Regions from separate parts of the Gossypium hirsutum genome. Here region 2 is linked to region 1. A link is a contact called in public Hi-C data. All regions are on one chromosome and are shown on one strand. The core of a region is the stretch at or near the end of the contact, and the rest is flanking DNA. Distances in the headings are between cores, read along the strand shown. Region 1 has its middle 3.6 kb from the start of LOC107909896. Region 2 holds the start of LOC107909898 (endoglucanase 8-like).

The links. Hi-C and Micro-C count contacts between places; a contact is called where the count stands out from the background.
Region 2: a Hi-C map of leaf shows a contact between it and region 1, with 2.6 times the contacts expected there. The contact joins the promoter of LOC107909898 here to the enhancer-like site in region 1. A contact is called at or near these places in 5 of 34 Hi-C or Micro-C datasets (callus and leaf).

Annotation. Positions count from the first base shown.
Region 1 is chrD02:53,665,075-53,668,246 of Gossypium_hirsutum_v2.1, forward strand. No RefSeq gene overlaps it. Among protein-coding and RNA genes, the nearest start is that of LOC107909896, 3.6 kb to the right of the region's middle. Within about 2 kb of position 1,352, at least 2 of the 9 cell types and tissues checked have an H3K27ac peak or open chromatin away from gene starts, as enhancers often do. A contact at or near this core is called in leaf, where this site is marked.
Region 2 is chrD02:53,803,275-53,806,440 of Gossypium_hirsutum_v2.1, forward strand. It overlaps LOC107909898 (endoglucanase 8-like), which reads left to right and starts at 1,738. Exons shown (of 7, transcript NM_001327026.1): 1 at 1,738-1,962; 2 at 2,056-2,463; 3 at 2,597-2,689; 4 at 2,807-2,968. The coding sequence starts at 1,738. It overlaps LOC107908285 (a long non-coding RNA gene), which reads left to right. Exons shown (of 3, transcript XR_001686954.2): 3 at 84-148.

The DNA.
Region 1 (3,172 bases), core at 102-2,601:
GTCACCAGTAGTTTTTCTTGGAAAGTGGGTGACTCTTCGTTAACTTCTTAATTTGTTTCTGTTTTGAGAGTATTTTAGAATAATAAATGATTTCACGTATCAATTTGGACCAGTGTTGTCTTAAGTTTTATGTTTTTTTTTGTTTGTTTTTCTATTGTTTAATAAGTCTTCAGTTTTAAAAGTTTTTGCCTGCTGTCATAACACTTTTTTAGTCTTGTTTATGCATGTAATCTTAGTTTTACAAGTGATTTTAGAGATCATTTTGTTGTCCTCTCTAGTTTGGTGAATGCTCGGTTCATTTGTCAATTTTTTGCTCGTCGCTTTGGACCATATAGAGCTGATTTCCCTATCGTATTAAGTGTTTGCAATCACTCCAGATATGTCATGCTTGAGTTGTGACAAAGCCAATTGTTAACGTATCATAATGTTCTATTGATGCTGAGGCTAAAACCTTTGTTATGTTGATGGAGTTTGTCTTTTGCTATCTACGACGAGTGTTTGCTATTTTTTTCTCTGAATTATATGGTTCCATTTATTGAATGAATTAATGAATTTACCTTTAAAAAAATTAAAGCTTTGAAAATTATGATGTTATATGTTGAAATCCTGTCACATTGATACTTTTATATCGTTTGATATTTAAAATTTAATCTCTTTACTTTAATTTGAGACACTAAACCCTGCACTTTATTATTTAAAAATCTTTCCTTTCATCCGATTTGCAATTATAAAAAATAAAATTGGATGAACTTTTATATTTCTATAATTTTTTGAATTATTTGAATGAATCTTTAATGGAATGAAAATTCTTAAAATTCTTAAGATTTTTATTGAAAATTTAAAATTTTGTAATTTTTATGCATTTTTGAAAAAGTAAGAGCCAAATTTAAAAAAATTATAAATGTTGAGGGTTAAAAAGTTATTTTACCTTTTGTATAATTGTAAAATTGAATGGAAAATCAAGAATTTTAAATCAAAATTTAATGTTCCAAAATTAAAGTATAGGAACTAAAATTTTAAGATTAAAAAGGTAGAACAACTTTTCACATATTTGAACTAAACTTAAATAATAAAATAAAAATTTAAAAAAATTAATGTATTGATACAAGTACATATGCAATTTTTTTAAAAGTTAGAGGGCCTTGGAGAATCTGAAAGGAAATTAGAGGGTGAAATTTTATGGCATGTAAACTCTGATGATTGATTTGCTAACTTACCCATAGGATAGCACATATTTTAAATTTTGTTTTTTGAGTTTTCCCATTGTTTCAGTGAATAGATCTAAGTCACGAGTCATTCTCCAACATCGGTGTAGGATTTGACGTCAATTTTATGAAAGTGCAATTGTAATAAGCCCCACGGCCCATCAACTTTCCCTTTTTTATTGTTTGTAATTATTGAGTGGATTTTCACATCCTCCTGACAATGACACCTGGAATTGTACACTAAATATACCCATTACATCTACTCTACTTTTCCATTTCAAAAGCAAAAAGGGTTTTCATTTTCTTTTCCTTTTTCATATATTTAATTTGTTGACATGAAGGCCTACCAAAATATACACCCATTTGCACCAAGTACAAAGGAAAACAAACAAAAATCCAGCACAAAGGGTTTTAACTTTTAAGGGTAAATTACATTATTAGTCACTAAATTATAGGTAAGTTTTTGTTTTAGTCACTTAACTAACAGAAGTTACAATTTGGTCGCAGAACAATTTAAAAGTTTTTATTTAAGTTAAAGTCGATGTTTTATGCCTTTCTCTATTCACACTGCCTGCACTAATGGAAAACTCTCTTTCTCCTTCTCTTTTACAATTCAAGTTTTTTTTTCATGAGACAAGTTTAGATGTCACAAATCTGCAAACTAAAATTCAAACAGCTTTTTTCTCCAATGTCTGACACTAATTGTCAGATCGATTTGGATATAAGGCGTGTTCTTCTACTCATCGATGGGTATTGATCCACCATACCAATCATTGAATCATCGTTTGGAACTCGCTGGTGGAACTTTTAAAAAAAATTAATAGCCCAATAACTTAAATAAAAAATTTTAAATAGTTCAGTGACTTAAATGAAAACTTTCAAATAGTTTAATGACCAAATTGTAACTTTTATTAATTAAATGACCAAAGCAAAAATTTACTATTAATTTAGTGACTAATAATGTAGTTAGGTTAATTATGGTACTAATTTTTTCCTACCATAAGAAATTAATTGTCTCGCAAAATGCTTAAGATATCAAGAAAAACAAATTCATTAATTTTTTAAAGGGAAATTCATTACTTCATTCCATGAACGAGACTATACAACTCAAGGAGAAAAAACAACAAACACCCATTGTAGACGATGAAGGACAAGCTTCATCAACACAATAAAGGCTTCAACCTCAACATCAAATGAACATTATGGCACGTTGACAATTGGTTTTATCACAACTCAAGCAAGACATATTTGGAGTAATTGCAAGCACTTAATACAATAAGGAATTCAACCTCGGATGGTCCAAAGCGACGGTAAAAAATCAGTAAAAGAACAGAGCATCCACAAAACTGGAGAGAACGACCACAAAACCATCCCTAAAATCACTTACAAAAGCAAAACTACATGCATAAGCAAGACTAAAAAGCGTGCTACAAGCGCACACAAAAACTTCTAAAAATGAAGACTTATTAAACAATGGAAAATAAAAAATATATATATAAAACTTAAGACAATACGTCCAAACCTATTCGTGAAATCATTTATTATTCTGAAATACTTTCAAAACAAAAACAAATTAAGAAGTCGATGGAACAACGACCCAAATTCCAAGAGAAATTGTTGTTGGTCGGTGGAATTTTAGCAACGACATGCACCATCATCTGTCCATCACAACTTGTAAAGACAGTAAAAATACCCACAAAATATATTTATAAACTGAAAAGAGAGAAAACACATAGAGTGAATAAGGAGAAAAAAGATAAAAAAATTAATAGGAGGGAGAAAAAAGCATACGGTAACAAGCTCGGATACTGACAAAACAAAAGAAAAACAACAAAGAAATTGAAATTATTTTTCCACAATTACTTTATTTAAAGTTGTCTAAGCTTACATTCAATAATGTAAATTCATTATTGATTGGCGTTTAATACTATATTAATCTATGCGTGGATAATACGTTAATAACCTTT
Region 2 (3,166 bases), core at 488-2,987, 140 kb after region 1:
TATTCGTTTGTTTGTATTATTTGATTTTTCTTAAATGCATATATTTCTATTATATGCTAAATTTTTGCACATGTTTTTTTTAGGTTTAATGCAAATGGAGATATTTTGGAGAGATGAAATGGATATAAATGGAGAATATTAAAGAATTATGTAATGTTTTTAATTATGTAGTGATTCAAAGACTTATGTAATATTTTTAATTATGTAGTGATTCTAAGATTTATGTAATTTTTTTAATTATGTAGTGATTCAATTTGGGTAATTCGGGTAATTCTGGTAATTCGGGTAATTTTTAACCAAAAATGAACAACACATAATTTTCGGTTAATTCGGTTAACCGACCTTATTAACCGAAAAAATTTCGGTTCGATTAATTGTTTTTTTAAAAAAATTCGGTTCGGTTAACGGTTAAAAATTTTGGAAGGTTGGTTAATTCGATTATAGCAATTTCGGGTCAGTTAACCAAATGAACACCCCTAAATACAAGTAATGAACAATTGAAGACTTAAAAGACACATATCCAAACATAAAAGATATGAGAAAATTTTCAAATTCTTTATTTCTCATTTTTCTCTTGTACATAGTCTTACCCTTTTATCATTTTTATTTCATTCTCTTATATCTGTATTGAAATGCCATAATATTAATGAAATTTAACATAATTTAAAAACATCTTTATGTTACAACATCATGCTTAAAATATAAATTTTAGTTTTCAAAACTATTTTTGAGAACAATCTTAAACATTTAAAATAGTGAAATCAAAATTTTTAAAAACACTCTCCATAAACAACGAAGAAATAGCCTTGGGCTATGAACTACACAAAATCTAGGTCTTACGGTACACTATAGTGCAATCAACTATACAACTTCTAAATGCACACCGCCTTGCCAGCAGCTGACAGAAACTCATATGCCCAGTCAACAAACCTCCAAATAAGTCTTTAAATCAGACGCTATACATGCTCATCTCCTTTTTCATCTTTGATGATCTTTTCCATAAGTTGGTCTCACTTAACTTGCTCTCTACGGTCAATCATTAATAAGCGGTGTCCACATGTGCCATCCCTTACATTTTTTGATCTACCTCTCTCACAGTCACACACCGCCCCCACTCATTAAATTTCGAAGGTTTAATATATTTTGCTCTATTTGATTTATTACGTTACTACTTAAAATTATTATTTGTTAGGTCGGTTGACGTGACATTAATAATTAATATGATAATAATATGTGAAAAGTTTAAATATATTTTGATTTAAATATTTTAAATAATTATTTATTTAAATTTATTTTTAATATAAAGAAATATTTTTTATATATTTAAAATGTTTGAATTATTGTTTGCCAAAGATTATCATGTAGTACCATCATATTAGTATAAATTAATAGGCCTAAATTACGGAATTAAAATTAATGTATCAACTAAATAAAAAAATTATACACGAATTACGTAGAAATGCACAAGTGCTAAGGATATTAACCCAACTTCGAATTGAATGTACCGGAATTCAACCCGACCCGAATAATCTGGCAGTCAAGTCAAGAATGGGAATCCCAAATTTCGACCAGTTACAGCTATACATGTGGCGTATCCCCATTGGTACCATCTCTGGAATCGGACGCCACAGTTTTAGTATAAAGAACCACGTTGGTTCTGCTGTTTTCTTAGCAGTGTATAGTATATATCAGCATTAAGCCATTAGCCATCCCAGTCCCCAACCCTTCCCAAAGAAGATGGCGCCAAAACCCCTTACATTTCCGGGAATTTTCTCGGCACTTCTCGCCTTCTCTTTTTCTTTGCTCCTCTTTTGTCATCCGATCATAGGCGGCCACAATTACCACGACGCTCTCCGCAAGAGCATTCTCTTTTTCGAAGGCCAACGATCAGGCAGACTTCCCCCTGACCAACGCGTCAAATGGCGCCGCGACTCTGCATTGCACGACGGCTCCACCGCCGGTGTAATTACTCCTTTTCGACAGCCTACATTTCCCATTTCACCTACGAAAAGTATATAATTTAATCATTAACTGCGTTTGATGTTTCGGTTTCAGGTGGACTTAACGGGAGGTTACTACGACGCCGGAGACAACGTGAAGTTCGGGTTCCCAATGGCATTCACGACGACTTTATTAGCTTGGAGTATCATAGATTTCGGGAGGAACATGGGGCCGGAGTTAAAGAACACCGTTAAAGCAGTGAAATGGTCGACGGATTATCTGTTGAAAGCAACGGAAAAGCCTCGAGTGGTGTACGTACAAGTGGGAGACGCCTATTCTGATCATAGCTGCTGGGAAAGGCCGGAGGACATGGATACTTTACGTACGGTGTACAAAATCGATAATGCGCATCCTGGTTCGGACGTCGCAGGTGAAACCGCCGCCGCATTGGCTGCTGCTTCCATTGTGTTCAGGAAACGAGACCCTGCATACTCCAGGTTGCTCCTCAATCGAGCCATTAGGGTAATTCATTGTCACCACCTCAGTTTCTTCTTAATCTTGTCACCGCACCAAATGGGAAGATATTTTGCATATTTGATTCATAGAATGTTAATGGAAAAATGACAGTCGGGGAAAATGGTGTATTGTACTGTAGGTGTTCAATTTTGCTGACAAGCACCGAGGTGCATATAGTAGCAGCCTGCACTCTGCAGTCTGTCCTTTTTACTGCGATGTCAATGGTTACCAGGTCAGACAGACTCCTTTTTTTTTCTTTTCTCTTACAGTACAATTAAGAGGAACCGTTGCATTATGACATTGAAGTCCACAACTTTGACTGGCTGTAGCTACTGTAATGGTAATGTAGGACGAGTTGCTTTGGGGAGCCGCTTGGCTGCACAAGGCCTCAAGGAAGCGCGTATATAGAGAGTACATAGTGAAAAACGAGGTTGTCTTGAGAGCTGGAGATACCATCAATGAGTTTGGTTGGGATAACAAGCATGCTGGGATTAACGTCCTCATTTCCAAGGTACAAAATTAATTAATCACTGGATTATTTATATATGTTTTATGCTTAATCATTATAATGATACCAATGTTTTATTTTATTTATAAGTTTTATTTGTTTATTTATTTATTTATTTTTCTAGAACGGTGCTTTTATATTCTTCTACACTTTGGTGCCTTTTGTTGGGGTATGTAAGTAGGATAAGGTTCATTTTATAGG